2 separate regions of the Mus musculus genome follow, and region 2 is linked to region 1. A link is a contact called in public Hi-C data. All regions are on one chromosome and are shown on one strand. Each heading gives the region's core, a stretch centred on a gene start, on an enhancer-like site or on the middle of the called end of the contact. The rest is flanking DNA. Distances are from core to core; before and after follow the strand shown.

Region 1 (6,412 bases), core at 2,142-4,641:
TGCAGAGAAATGGATCATTTCACTTTCATGTGAAAGCCTCAACCACTTTTTTTTAAAAAAAATATTTTTTTAGCTAAAGTATCTATAACACTTATAGCCGATTCCTCCTTTAAGTGTTAAAATCATCTGTTTCTTTTCCATGACCTATTTCTGAATATCCTCTCTCTCTCTCTCTCTTAAATTCTTTTTAAAATTTTTTTATTGGTTATTCTATTTATTTACATTTCAAATGTTGTCCCCCTTCCTAGTTTCCCCTCCAAAACCCCACTATCCCACCCCGTTCCCCCTACTTCTATGATGGTGCTCCCCCACCCACCCATCCACTGTCTTAATTCTTTAGCATCAGATTTCAGGCAACCCTACTTCAACTAAAAGTGAACAACTACTTGATTCCAGGCAGTAAGAGAAAAGAAGAGGTGAGCTTTAATATCCCCTGACTTTAAACTTAAGCTATTTCCAAACTTAACACATTGGAGATTCCAAGTAAAGTTTTAGAAACAAATTTACCTAGGATACCTCATTAAATATCCTACCTTAGGTAGGACTTGGCAGGCCTGGATTCAACTCTAAGCTATTCTAAAACTTCTTGCTGGGTACCTTTAATGATACATCCAATCCCAGACTACCACAAGATATTTACAAAGTGATGCATTTTAAATGATGCAAAGGACTCATCTTACAGAAGAAAGTATGCTATGAATAACTAGCTGTTGCATCAGTAGACAGAGCACTGCAGCAGCTGTTGAGTTAGGTAAGTGTCCTCTTCGACTGTGACACAGGAGGGAGAGTACAGGTCTTGGAATTGAATTTGAAGCACAGACATGGTCCCTAAGGAGCTCTGTCAATAGCTCAGTATGGGTTTCATCATTATGAAATGATCTCAGAGACGAACCCAATTGGCATTAAATGGTTTGCATATAAAGTTCCTACAATGTATTTCCTTGAACATATAGCAAGTGTTTAATAGAAACTGACCAATTTTTAAAATTTTTTTTTAAAATCTGAAATTATTGGAAAACATTATTTTGTACCTTGGTACCAACCCCCTGACTTTAAAGAGGAAATTAATGTACAAATATGACTTAATTTATTGTGGTCAGCTAGAGAGAGACACATAATGATATACCGAGTCTCCTGAGAGTCGGAGGCTATTCTACTTGGCCTACTTTGGAGCTCAGCAACATTACCAAGTACTTACATTATCAGTGATGATTGAGCCTGGAAGTTAGCCAAGGCCACCAGGTAGTGAGGGTAGGATTAATTTAGGCTGCCTGTAATTGGTCCCTCAGAAACTGCAATCTAGGGATTTGATAGACAGAGTTGGAAACTCTTGAGAGAAATGGGTAATATGCTCTTTCTAGGTAAGTACAAGTATAATGATTTCAACTTAGATTTCAATCTTCTTAGGAAACTTAGATGTCACTTTGACCGAGGCATAGCGGGTCTCACAGAGTCCTTTCATCTCCTGGAATGGTCTGTAACATGTTTTACTGTGTGTCAATATGGATGAGAGTTTGGTCTTTCATCAGCTATTCAGCTGGGACCAGTTTTCAAAACTGTTCAGCCCACTGTACTCGAACAATCCCCAGGACGGGCTGTGCGTGTGTGTATTCTAATGAAAAGTGACGTGTCTTGTAGGATCACCTTGAACAGTCACATAATGAGTTAGGCTCATCGTGGAGGAGACAAGGTAACCCAAGGAGCTCGTTTCATTGTCATACAGATAACTTTCCTTTGCTAGCAGGTGTGACTTACGCAAGAGCTCTAGGCGTTGTAAAGAATACTGGTATATAAAAGTAAAAAGAAAAATGCTGTTGTTCAGTGTACAATCTGGAAGCAATGTAAGGCCTTTAAAAAGGAGCAAGCAAGCAAACAACAAGCAAACAAAACGAACTCCTGGCCCCAGAGCTATGTGAAAGTATGTGTTTGACTGGAAACACAGTCTAATTGCAGAGAGTAAGTTCAGATGTCACCAGGGTGGCAGGTATCTGAATGAAGGAAGTGAACTTAATTAGGCAACATTGCTATAGCACCAGGGAGGGGAAGGTGACTGTGTTAGACCTTAAAATGTTCAGACCTGAAGTGATTGGGGCTTTAAACTAAACAATGGCAGATGCTTTTGCTACATTAAAATAGTATGACAACTGATGTCATAGTATTTTATGGATTCAAAGGTCTTAGATATAAGATAAGACCTTATCCTATAGAGATAAGGCCACTGCAAAGCATTACCTGCTCTCGAAATCCATTTCACAATGTAACATTAATTTTAGTTCATCCACTCCCATGACTTCATGACTTTGGTAAACAATATTTCTAGACTTAGATTTTGGTTACCTTTAAAAGGACTTAAAAATACAATTAACTTCAGAAAGGCTTCAAAGTAGGACCTTGCCACAGCAAATCGTTCCTGAACCAATTGTGTGCTTTGCTTTGGATTCGTGGCTGGTCCGCAGACCTCAAGGTCGGGAACAGTATTACTCTGTTGCCCTCTGCTGGGGAAAAATGGGAAGTTCACCAAGAAACAATGGCGCCCAGGCCTTTTCAACGCAAGGAATTTGGGTGACACTGAAGTCCAAAGCAGCCTTCAGGCACATTCATTTAATGCTGATCACAGGCCTCCCAGTCAGGTACACTTCGGCATTATGTCTGTATTCCTTAAGTAAAAGGAGTAATTGGATTTTTTTCTGCAAGAGTGTAAAGCTAAATTTTAAAAGTAGTTCAGAAAAATAGTCCGGCTTTTTCCTTGGCTTGAGCGCTGGGGGCTCCTTTCCAGAGCACCGTGTGTGCTTCATCGTGGGTGGTGAACATCTTGCCACCAGAATAAACTAGGGTGGGGCTCCGAAGTCATTTCTAAGCTCTGTTCGATTTATTATTATTATTTTTAATGGCGAGGAAATGTGCATTGATACTCATGACTGATTTCTCTTGTCTCAAATTATCGAGTTAATGCCTTGGTGTTAAATTAGATTGAGAGTGTTCTCTTTGGTGTTCCTTTGGTTTTCTGCTCAGCTGACTTTTTTTCTCCTGCTAGAGGTGAAAGATTCTCTGTAATTAAGAAAGGGGTGGGGCGGGTGCTAAGAGATAAAGAGAGAGATGAGCTGTGAATTGTCACGTGTGCAAATTGATGACAAACTTCTCAAAGAAAACGATGGGAGCCAAGTGAGGTAAGAAAAAGGGACATTACATTCTAATGGTCCTTTTTTATTATTATTTTAAAGGATCAATAATATGTACATGATGCTCTGCCTGCGGTTTCCATAACAACCCGCCTCATTGAAAGACGGCAGGCTCCGCAAATCTCCAATTATCAGCCTTCCAGGGCTTATTAATGGAGCCGAGGATCCCAGTGAAGCAGGCAGCTCATTGTTGGCACGTGCCTGGTGGGCTGGCAAGAGGGTGGGAGCAGAGTGAAGTGGAACTGTGTAGCGAGCCAGCAGCCATTTGTCCCCTGTCGCTTCTGGGGGGTGGGGGGAGATGCAGCCACTCAAGAGACCTGAGCACATCTTCTGAAGCCTCCTGGGGCTGTACTGATGTGGCAGGCAGCTGAGGGCGGAGGGTGTAGACTGCCCTTTCAGCTACATACCAACCGTCATCCTCCTGTAGTAAATCTACAAGAATATAGTACTTGCTCCATTTGTCTATTGAAGTCCCATAATTTATTGAGGATTCTTCACAATAACAATTGTGACTCTGTTCCCAATGCTATCTATCCCAAGTCTTAATTAAAATGTGAAAACAACCTAATTCGTATCTGATCACTTCGAATTTGTCAGTCCTTGGTCTGACAATCATCTATTAGGTCCTTACGAAAAGTCATTGGAAGAGCAAAGGACTTAGTAGAGAATACCGTTAATCTTAGCACTCCAGAAATAGAGGTGAGTGGAACTCTGAGTTCAAAGCCAGCCTGGTCTACAGGGAGAGTCCCAAGACAGCCAGGACTACCCAGAAATCCAGTTTCAAAACAAAACAAACAAACAAATAAAAACAAAGCAAACAAAAACACCAGAAAACCAGTTTTTAAAAGGAGCAAGCAAATATAACACTGATGAAAACTATAGATTATTTATGCTTTTGTTCTAGAGTAATTGCTAAATTCTGTATATGTAGTAACTTCCTGAAGCCACAGTCACTCTGTGCTTAGGCTATTATTTACTTTTATAGATACAGAAGGGAGCAACAAAACTTCATGTGTGTGGATGGATCAGAGTCTCAGTCTCTCTCCTCTCTATAACCCTCACATTAATACTTTTATTTTCCTATAAAATAAAGTCAGATTAGAATAAAAGGGACCAACTGAGCTCTATAGTCTAATGTGATTAAGGAAATGGTTACCCTAATGTTTGATTAATAATTGCTATCTATGTTATTATTGGATTTCCAATTGGGGGAGGTTTAGATATAATAAAACATATGCAACATTAGAAATAGAGTAATTGCAGTCATAAAATGTGTCAGGAGCATTATACAGATATCAGTTTTTAGTGTAATGCTGAAGTATTAGTTGATAAAGACTTCCGTTTGACAGAATGTAAGATCATCTGGCTTTGTAGCACAGAAATGTCTGCCTTAACATTTTCAATAGTCCTTTTCACACACCACCACCGAAATTCAGCGTAATCACAAAAGAAATCTTTTGGGGTCCTCCAAAAATAAAGAAGTTTGAGGGAGTCATTAACTATTCAGAATCATGAGACTGCTTTGAAACACCTGAGTATTACATTAAGCAGAAGAATGGAACGTGGCCCGCCTTTGCAGGGACTCAATCTGCGGCTGTCACAATGTGCTACGAGACCAGACCAGCCTTGGCTGGATCCTCACAAAATTGCTCAAATAATACTATTTGTGAATTTGGACTCTAGGACTTGGAATAGAATTTGATAACCGAGTCATCTTTTCCAGGATAAAGTGATAGGTGCATTTACTGCTTAGCCATCTATGTGCCTCACACACCAAACAACCCTACCAGGGGGTGTTTGTAGCTGAGGAGGCTGAGGTGTAGAAAGGTTACATGAGGTGATGAAGGCGCCACATTTAGGAAGTGACAGGTTCCAGATTCAGACTTGTGCTCTCTGGCTCTTGAGTATTTCTTTCTCAAAAGGGTTGCCTATACTCAGACACCAATTTCCTTATTTCTCCCTGTCCCTGTCCCTGTCCCTGTCCCTGTCCCTGTCCCTGTCCTTCCCCCTGTCCCTCCCCCTCCCTCTGTCCCTCCCCCTCCCCCTCCCTCTGTCCCTCCCCCTCCCCCTCCCTCTGTCCCTCCCCCTCCCTCTGTCCCTCCCCCTCCCCCATCCCTCCCCCTCCCTCTCCCCCTCTCCCCCTCCCTCCCTCCCTCCGTCCCTCCATCTCTCCCTCCCTCTTTCTTTTAATTCCTAATGACCATATCCATCTTCCCAGCTTCAATTTAAAGAATTTTGTCCAAGGGCTGGAGAGATGGCTCAGTGGTTAAGAGCACTGACTGCTCTTTCAGAGGTCCTGAGTTCAATTCCCGGCAACCACATAGTAGCCCCATGGTAATGGGACCTGGTGCCCTCTTCTGGTATATCTGAAGGCAGTGATGGCATACTCATATACATAAAATGAATAATTTTTTTTTAAAGAATCTTGTCCAAAATCACAGATTTCTTCCATAGTGGGAAATGCAATAGTCAGTTTGGAGTTTTCAGCTTTGCCTAGCATTTGATGGTTAACCTGTCAGTTCCTACTGTACTTGGAAATACTTTCACCACTGGTCTTTGATTATGTCTTAGTTTCCTTTCTGCTGCTGTGATAGAATGACTAAAAGTCACTTAGAGAATGAGAAGGTTTAGTTCATCTTACAAACTGCAGTTCATCATTGGGTCCAAAATTGGGGGAATCAGAGACTTGGAGGCAGGAACTGAAGCCGAGACCATAAAGGAGCATGGCTTTCTCCTAGGCTCACATCTGGGTACCTTTCTCATACCTTCCTTATATCTCCTGTCTGCCCAGGGGTGGAACTGGCCATGCTGGGTCCTCCTGCATCAAGCAACACTCAAGAAAATACTGTACAGATATGGCTAGAGCTATTTCTTCAATTGAGGTTCCCTCCTCTCAGAAGTCTCTGCTTTGTGCCAATGCTAACAAAACTCACAGGCACATAGTACGTTACCTAGTCTTATCCCTTAACCCTGGATTCAATCATTTTCTTTCTTCTTACTTCTAAACTTAGTGTCACCTCAAAGTTTGGTTCTTTGATTTCTTACTTTCCGTCCAATGTTTGCCTTTGATGACCAACTGTGTTGGTTACTCTTACATGGCTGTAATCAAAACATGTAATAAAAACATCCACAGAGAGGAAAGGCTATTGTTTCAGGGGTGTCAATCCATAGCTCCTTGGCCCCAGGGGCCTAGGCAAAACATTATGAGAATGACAGCATGTGATGGGGGAGTT
Region 2 (6,804 bases), core at 52-2,551, 300 kb before region 1:
AAACCTAAAGCACAAATCTTCAGTAGAACTTTCAGATTGCTCTTACAAGGGAAACCAATACTGTAGAACTAATTAATAAATATGAGTCCTAAGTTTATTTATTTAACTTTTCCTACTCATTAATGTGACAGATAAAGTGGGAAAAGACAGATATAATAGTACTATCATATATATATGATATATATGCATATATATACACACATATATATTTACATACATATATACATTTATACACACACACATACACATTTGCTATGGCAAGTCTTCTAAAGTCTGTGGAGGAATTTTGAAGAATATGAAAGGCTACTCAAATATTAGGCATACTTAAGTTCATTACATCTTCTTTGCAGCACTTACATAGATGTTGTGGCTAGTCAGGTATTGTATGCTGCCTCAGTCAAATGGCATTACCATAGTTTATGCTATGTGCTTCCACTGGCAGGTATACTTCTAGTGTACCTGACAAGATGAAGAGAAAGCTTTTAACACAAGCTGTTCTCACTCTGATCAGATATACCATTTGATCTAGTGTAAAAGGAAAAGTCTCTATGTCTTCAGCTTAATCAAATAATCAAGTGGCACCCTTCAATTCTTTATCAAACAATAAATCGAATGTAAATTTTCCCTAAATTGTTTCTTTCCTTAATAGTAGGCTTCTTGATAATTCTCTGCTACTTCTTTCTCACCTCCTTTCTGGTTTTCTCATTTCTAATGTTGGTATGTTCTCCTAAGGCGCCTGGCCTCTGCCATAGTTTAAAGCTCATCTGTGTTACAATATTCACCTTCAGGACCCACTGCTAAGTCCCTTCCACCATCCGAGGAATAAAGGATGCTTCAGATAAAGCACATTCCTAGAAACATCACAAAAATCAAAATAGCAAGGCTGATGACATTTTTTCTGATTACTCAGTTTTTTGCTGACTTGGATTTGATATCCTGTTTAATAAAAGCAACAATAGCAACAACAGTGAAAGGTGGAGGTGTTTGAAGAAAAAAAAATCGTCACAGTGCATAGGATTACCCCACCCTTCCTTCGCCATTCTGCTAATCAAATCGGTGATGCAATCGTCTGCTTTTCCCAGAAGGCCCCCCTCTCTCCATAGTGACAGAGAATACATTTGATGCTTCTTGCCGTGCCCTAGATCCCTGACCCCTCATCCCTTTAAACAGTCCCCGCTGCTAAAAAGAACCCCAATGACCCTGCGGCATTTAGCTTCAGCTGAGTCGCCCCCCCTCCCCCATGCCATTGAATTGCAAATCTGGGCATGCCTCAGTGAGAGCACTTCAATTCCTCATCTGCATCTTCACTCCCCTCCCCCTCAGGGACAGAAAAAACCCCAAGGAAATATAGCCAGCCACAGCTAGGCTGAGGCTCTGATCAGATTAACTCCTAGTTTAATAAGACATGTGGTGAGCCACCAGCTGCTCCATCCCATTGCACTTAGTGAAGGACCAACGGGTCTTGAAGGTCCTTATTTGCAAGAGTTGAGACAATGTGTGGGACTTAGGAACCTGTTTCTCCAGATTTCTCTGGCTCCCCAAGTCTGCGAGCTGAAGGACTCTTTGAAGGTTTCAGTGCATTAGGCTTAAAACCTAAGAAGAAACCTGAGAATTCTTATAGTGTAAAGCCCAGTCAACTCCGTTTTTTGAAGAAACTCCATTTTGTGTGAGACCAGAGGCTAAACTCCAATTCCAGGAAGAAAATCAGAGTTCTCCTGAGCAACCAACCTATGGCAACCCACACTCCTTAGCAACAGCTAGTCAGGCTGCAATAGCAGGGTCAAGGTGCATATAGATAACTTTAGACATCCTTCAGAGAATACATAATTTAGCCATTCTGCTTATCAGGTAGTTCTGTCCCCATGTTCAGGTGTACATAGTGCCCATACACACATACATGTAGGCAAGCACTCACACACATGAAATCAAATGAATGAATTTTTAAAACTATTATCTTGATTTATCTTTACACTTTTAATAACAGGAAAGGATGCCAGGAGTCTTAAGAGATAGAAGTCTGTTAGGACTAAGCGATTATAAAGGTTTTAAAATCCCTAACTTTGCCATGTCCTAGTGTTATGCTCAAGTTGTAGGTACCCCAAAGACTACCCAATGATGCCAGGGGAGGGCATCTGATCTGCAACGGGAGTTACAAAAGGTTGTGACCCACATACAGTTGCTAGGATCTGAACCTGGCTCTTTTGTAAGAAGAGTAAGTGCTCTTAATCCCTGAGGTATATCTCTAGCATCAAGACAAGCTAATTCTTTTTTTTTTTTTTTTTTTTTGGTTTTCGAGACAGGGTTTCTCTGTATAGCTCACTGTGGAACTCACTTTGTAGACCAGGCTGGCCTTGAACTCAGAAATCTACCTGCCTCTGCCTCCCGAGTGCAGGGATTAAAGTCCTGTGCCACCACACTAGGCCACAAGCTAATTCTTCTCTCTCTTTTTTTAAATTAGGTATTTTCCTCATTTACATTTCCAATGCTATCCCAAAAGTCCTCCACTCCCCTACCCACCCACTCCCACTTTTTGGCCCTGGCATTCCCCTGTACTGGGGCATATAAAGTTTGCAAGTCCAACGGGCCTCTCTTTCCACTGATGGCCGACTAGGCCATCTTTTGATACATATGCAGCTAGAGTCAAGAGCTCTGGGGTACTGGTTAGTTCATAATGTTGTTCCACCTATAGGTTTGCAGATCCCTTTAGCTCCTTGGGTATTTTCTCTAGCTCCTCCATTGGGGGCCCCGTGATCCATCCAATAGCTGACTGTGAGCATCCACTTACGTGTTTGCTAGGCCCCGGCGTAGTCTCACTAGAGACAGCTATATCAGGGTCCCATCAGCAAAATCTTGCTAGTGTATGCAATGGTGTCATCGTTTGGAGGCTGATTATGGGATGAATCCCTGGATATGGCAGTCTCTAGATGGTCCATCCTTTTGTCTCAGCTCCAAACTTTGTCTCTGTAACTCCTTCCATGCGTGTTTTGTTCCCAATTCTAAGAAGGGGCACAAGCTAATTCTTAAAGCTGCTCTGTTCTTAGACTTCCTTGGGATCCTCAGGACCTGGAAGACTAGATAGACAAGATACCACGAGAGCCAAAGTTACGATTAAAGTTTTAATTATTATGCCCACATGTGATTAAGCACATCCAGTATAGTTGGGTCAAACAAAGGTAATTTGTGGCCATTTTCTGGAGATCTAGAGATGTACCTTAACAGAGAGTCCATCCATCTGGTTAGTATTTAACTACATCTTGCTTCAGATTTGGCTTTAAATCATGGTGGTGGTGGTGGTGGTGGGTCTGATTCTGCACTGGTGGGATTAATTACACCTTGAGGAAAGCATGAAGAGAAGACCACAGTATTGCCTCTTCATAACTGTTTGAAGAGTGCTCACCAGACGAAGACACTCTGGTGAGTAAGGACAGTCAGTGACTGACAGCAGAGAACTCATCCACATGGGAAGATGATGGCTCATCCTAATCCACTGTGGTCACAACATAATTAAGATTCATCCACACGAAGTATTATGGGTTTTCAGAGTCCAGGCTCGGAGATCTATTTCAGGAAAAAGACTGCCATGCTCTATGTGCAGACTGAGAACAATGAATAGCTCTACTGTCTTTATATAGCTGAGCCTTTATTGCTAAACATCTTAGACTGCTTTGCTCTGCATCTTAACCAAGAATCTGAACTGGGATGATTCTTCCAACGTCAAGGTTGATGATTGAAGAGAAGTCCCTTGAAGTAATTTACTATTTAAGAACAATAGAATAGAATATCAGAGTCTGTTGAATCTGCCATGAGAAATTCTCAGTCTTAATATTCATCAAAAGTGTAGGTGGACTCAGCAAAACCAGTGTATCTTGTTGTATATCTAGTAAAAAGAAATCAACATTATTTTTAAATATTAAATGTGCATCTGCTTTTGAAGACAAGACAAAAAAATCAGGGTAGACTTGAACTTTGTATGCTGATAGAGAGTGTTCTATCCATCCCCAGGTATGGATATTTTCTATTAAATGAAGTAGCTGGATGACATATTCCCTAAGTTTGTTTTTAGCTCCAAGAGTCTTTGTTCCTCTGAGTCATCCCAAGGGTGCAGAGTGTTTGACAAGAGAGGTTTAAGGGATAGGGATAAGTGTGAGGAAGCGTCCTGGGGTGGCTGCTCTGGGCAGCTGCCTCTGGTAGAGGAATTGGCCAGCAGATTATTTATAAGGGACTGTTCTAGGCATCGGACTCTAAGCAAAGGGAGGAGAAGCAGGAATGAGCAGAAGACAGGTAAATCGGCATCATCAACCGAATGTAGAACTCTCCAAGCTGGGCCGAGATGGGAGGGTGGGGCTGAGTCTTGGTGCTTTTCTGTCCAACAACCAATAGGCACAGGCTGTGATGAGTGGCTTTTTTGAACTGCAGTGATATCTAAAGGGAGCCAACAAAGGGGGCTTTCTACTAGTAGAGCTTGCTGGTAGTTGAAAGGGTACGTCTTTCAGTCCACCACAGGGGTGTATGTACTTTCACACTGTATCTAAGGAATGTACGTGCAAACACCTAACGCCTGTCCATGCTCAGTAATTGCTTCCATCCACACATTTGCACCCACACCCACCTACCCATCCTTTTGTTTCCTTGTTTTGTCTTTTCAAAGGTCATAGAACCGAGCTGCCTCTTCTCTTACAAGAAAAAAAAAAAAAAGAAATCCTTTAGAATAGATTGGCTTTATCAATCTCTTTCCAATCTGAAATTATTGCTAAACTGATTACTTATCAATACCAATAACAAACAACAATCAACTAATGCTGCACAGTTTGCAGCATCTTTAAATATTTACTCTCCACAGACAGCTTCTGTGGTAAGCTAAGCTGATGTTGACAGCTTAAATACAGATGTGAGGAACCAGGTTAGTTTCTTACCTGAAGTCACAGAGGCAGCAGGATCAAATGATGACTGTCAGACTTTGAATCCAGTCCTGTTGATTTCTGGTCCAGGATGGGTCCTGTTGTGTCAAGCCAACAAGATCTCAGGAGCAATCAGTGGCTTACAAGACCCAGACATGGAGCAGTTGGGTTCCTTAGAGCTAAAGACAGCACTGACTTGCTGGGGTTTGGAAACCTTAGGCCCCCTACCTCTGACAGTGCTTCAGTGCCGCTCACAGAAGCCTGCATAAGGACTATCAACGGAATATCAACTGACCCAGTGGATGGTGTTTGACTTTTATAAATAGAGTTTGTTACAGAGACTTTGTGGAGATTCATGGGAAAAGGAAACAAAAGTTCTGGTAAAAGAATGCTATGGGTCTAAAACACTAATTGATACTTTTGTTTCTTGAAAGTCTTTCTAAGATGGATTCAGCAGGTCTGGGGTGAGTACCGGGAGCCTTCATTTTCAGTATGTCTCCAAGTGACGCTGATTCTGTGTTCACATGAATGGCCTCCCACTGCTCCAGGAACAGAAACCTACAATCTTTCCCAAAGGGAGCCCAAGATTAGTCCTAATTCAGAAGGGTGGTTGGAGCTAACAATCTGAAAGAAATAAGCTGGAAGAAATAAGTCACTATGTAGTGACAGTTTCTCACCTCTTCTACCTTTCCTTAACTTTCATCCTGGTGAGGAAGGAAGGAAGGAAGGAAGGAAGGAAGGAAGGAAGGAAGGAGGGAGGGAGGGAGGGAGGGAGGGAGGGAGGGAGGGAGGGGCAAAGGCAGGAGAATTGAGAGTAGGAATAAGAGAGATAAAGAAAGCCTGGTAGGTAATGTGGTCAGAGCTAGGACCTTGCTGTGCATTTAAATGATGCTAGTCACACATGATGGACATTGGTTTGGAACCCATTCTTACTTTTAGCAGGTCAATATTATCCATTTTGTAACTGAGAGGAAGTCAGATAGATGAAGCCTGCAGATGTTAGAGGGAAAAATGCTGCAGACAATCACCCAGAGTAATGAAAACCCTTGGAGTTAGAAGCCCAGAGGAAAGCCGCTCGGTTCCGTTAACCAGCTCCTGTTAATGGACAGTGGCTGGCTATTTATTTGCACAGCAGAGTTACCTTCCCTCCCTGCCATCCCTAGGGTGGCACTTCCCTTCTTGATGGTGTCTGTACTGAAGCACATAGCTTTGTTTCCTGACTTCTCCAGCTAGCCAAGGGGGTGGGTGGAAACAGATGATTTTGAAGTGATTTCCCTGCTAAAACACTCAAATTGCTTTCTCCTATGGGGGATGAAATGCCTTCTGAGTTTTAACTGTATAGTTTTTCTGAGAAGAAGGAGCAGGGTGGGGGGGACAGAGGCTCAAATCAGCCTTAGTCAGAACTGCTCTTCATAAGGACAGGAGGCACGGTGGGGGAAGGGTTCTTTTTCCTACATAGAATGCTCTTTGAAAGCAATGGGAAGAAATATGAAAATCAGAGCCTGCTCACTAGAGAGCTGCCAATGCTGTGGTAGAATACACACATGAAAGGAGTACCTTCAATAGGCAGGATCAAAGCCTCCTGAGGTATTCTGTTCAGGGGAAGTGGCCCTGCTAGTTATCTGTGTTGTGTCTATTCCGGTCTCCAGGTGGTAGAGTTGGTTTGGGCAGAGTCAATACTGGCAGCCATTGTCTGTATTCTCAGGGGTGTGTGTGTGTGTGTGTGTGTGTGTGTGTGTGTGTGTGTGTGTGCCTTTTTGAGACCACTTGTCTCTGGAGACTTTGAGGGGAGAACTGAGTTCAGTCTCTGGCGCCAGCTTTCCAGAGGGAAATCAGAAGCATTGTAATTAGACATCTTCCCCCTCAGGCAAATGGGGAAGGAGTTTACTCTCGAGCGCGCCCCCAA

What was found. A called contact is a pair of places that touch in the nucleus more often than the background predicts.
Region 2: a Hi-C map of the N1E-115 cell line shows a contact between it and region 1, with 9 times the contacts expected there. The contact joins two enhancer-like sites. A contact is called at or near these places in 11 of 484 Hi-C or Micro-C datasets (the C2C12 cell line, the N1E-115 cell line, adipose-derived mesenchymal stem cells and 3 more), 8 of 115 datasets of contacts at active chromatin or transcription factors (differentiating embryonic stem cells and embryonic stem cells) and 1 of 9 other capture datasets (embryonic stem cells).

What each region holds. Positions count from the first base shown.
Region 1 is chr16:42,272,725-42,279,136 of GRCm38.p6, reverse strand. The region is part of intron 2 of Gap43 (growth associated protein 43); the gene reads left to right. Among named protein-coding and RNA genes, the nearest start is that of Mir6540, 28 kb to the left of the region's middle. Within about 2 kb of position 3,391, at least 50 of the 459 cell types and tissues checked have an H3K27ac peak or open chromatin away from gene starts, as enhancers often do. A contact at or near this core is called in the N1E-115 cell line and stem cell-derived motor neurons, where this site is marked.
Region 2 is chr16:42,570,163-42,576,966 of GRCm38.p6, reverse strand. No RefSeq gene overlaps it. Among named protein-coding and RNA genes, the nearest start is that of Gm29960, 79 kb to the left of the region's middle. Within about 2 kb of position 1,301, at least 57 of the 459 cell types and tissues checked have an H3K27ac peak or open chromatin away from gene starts, as enhancers often do. A contact at or near this core is called in the N1E-115 cell line and stem cell-derived motor neurons, where this site is marked.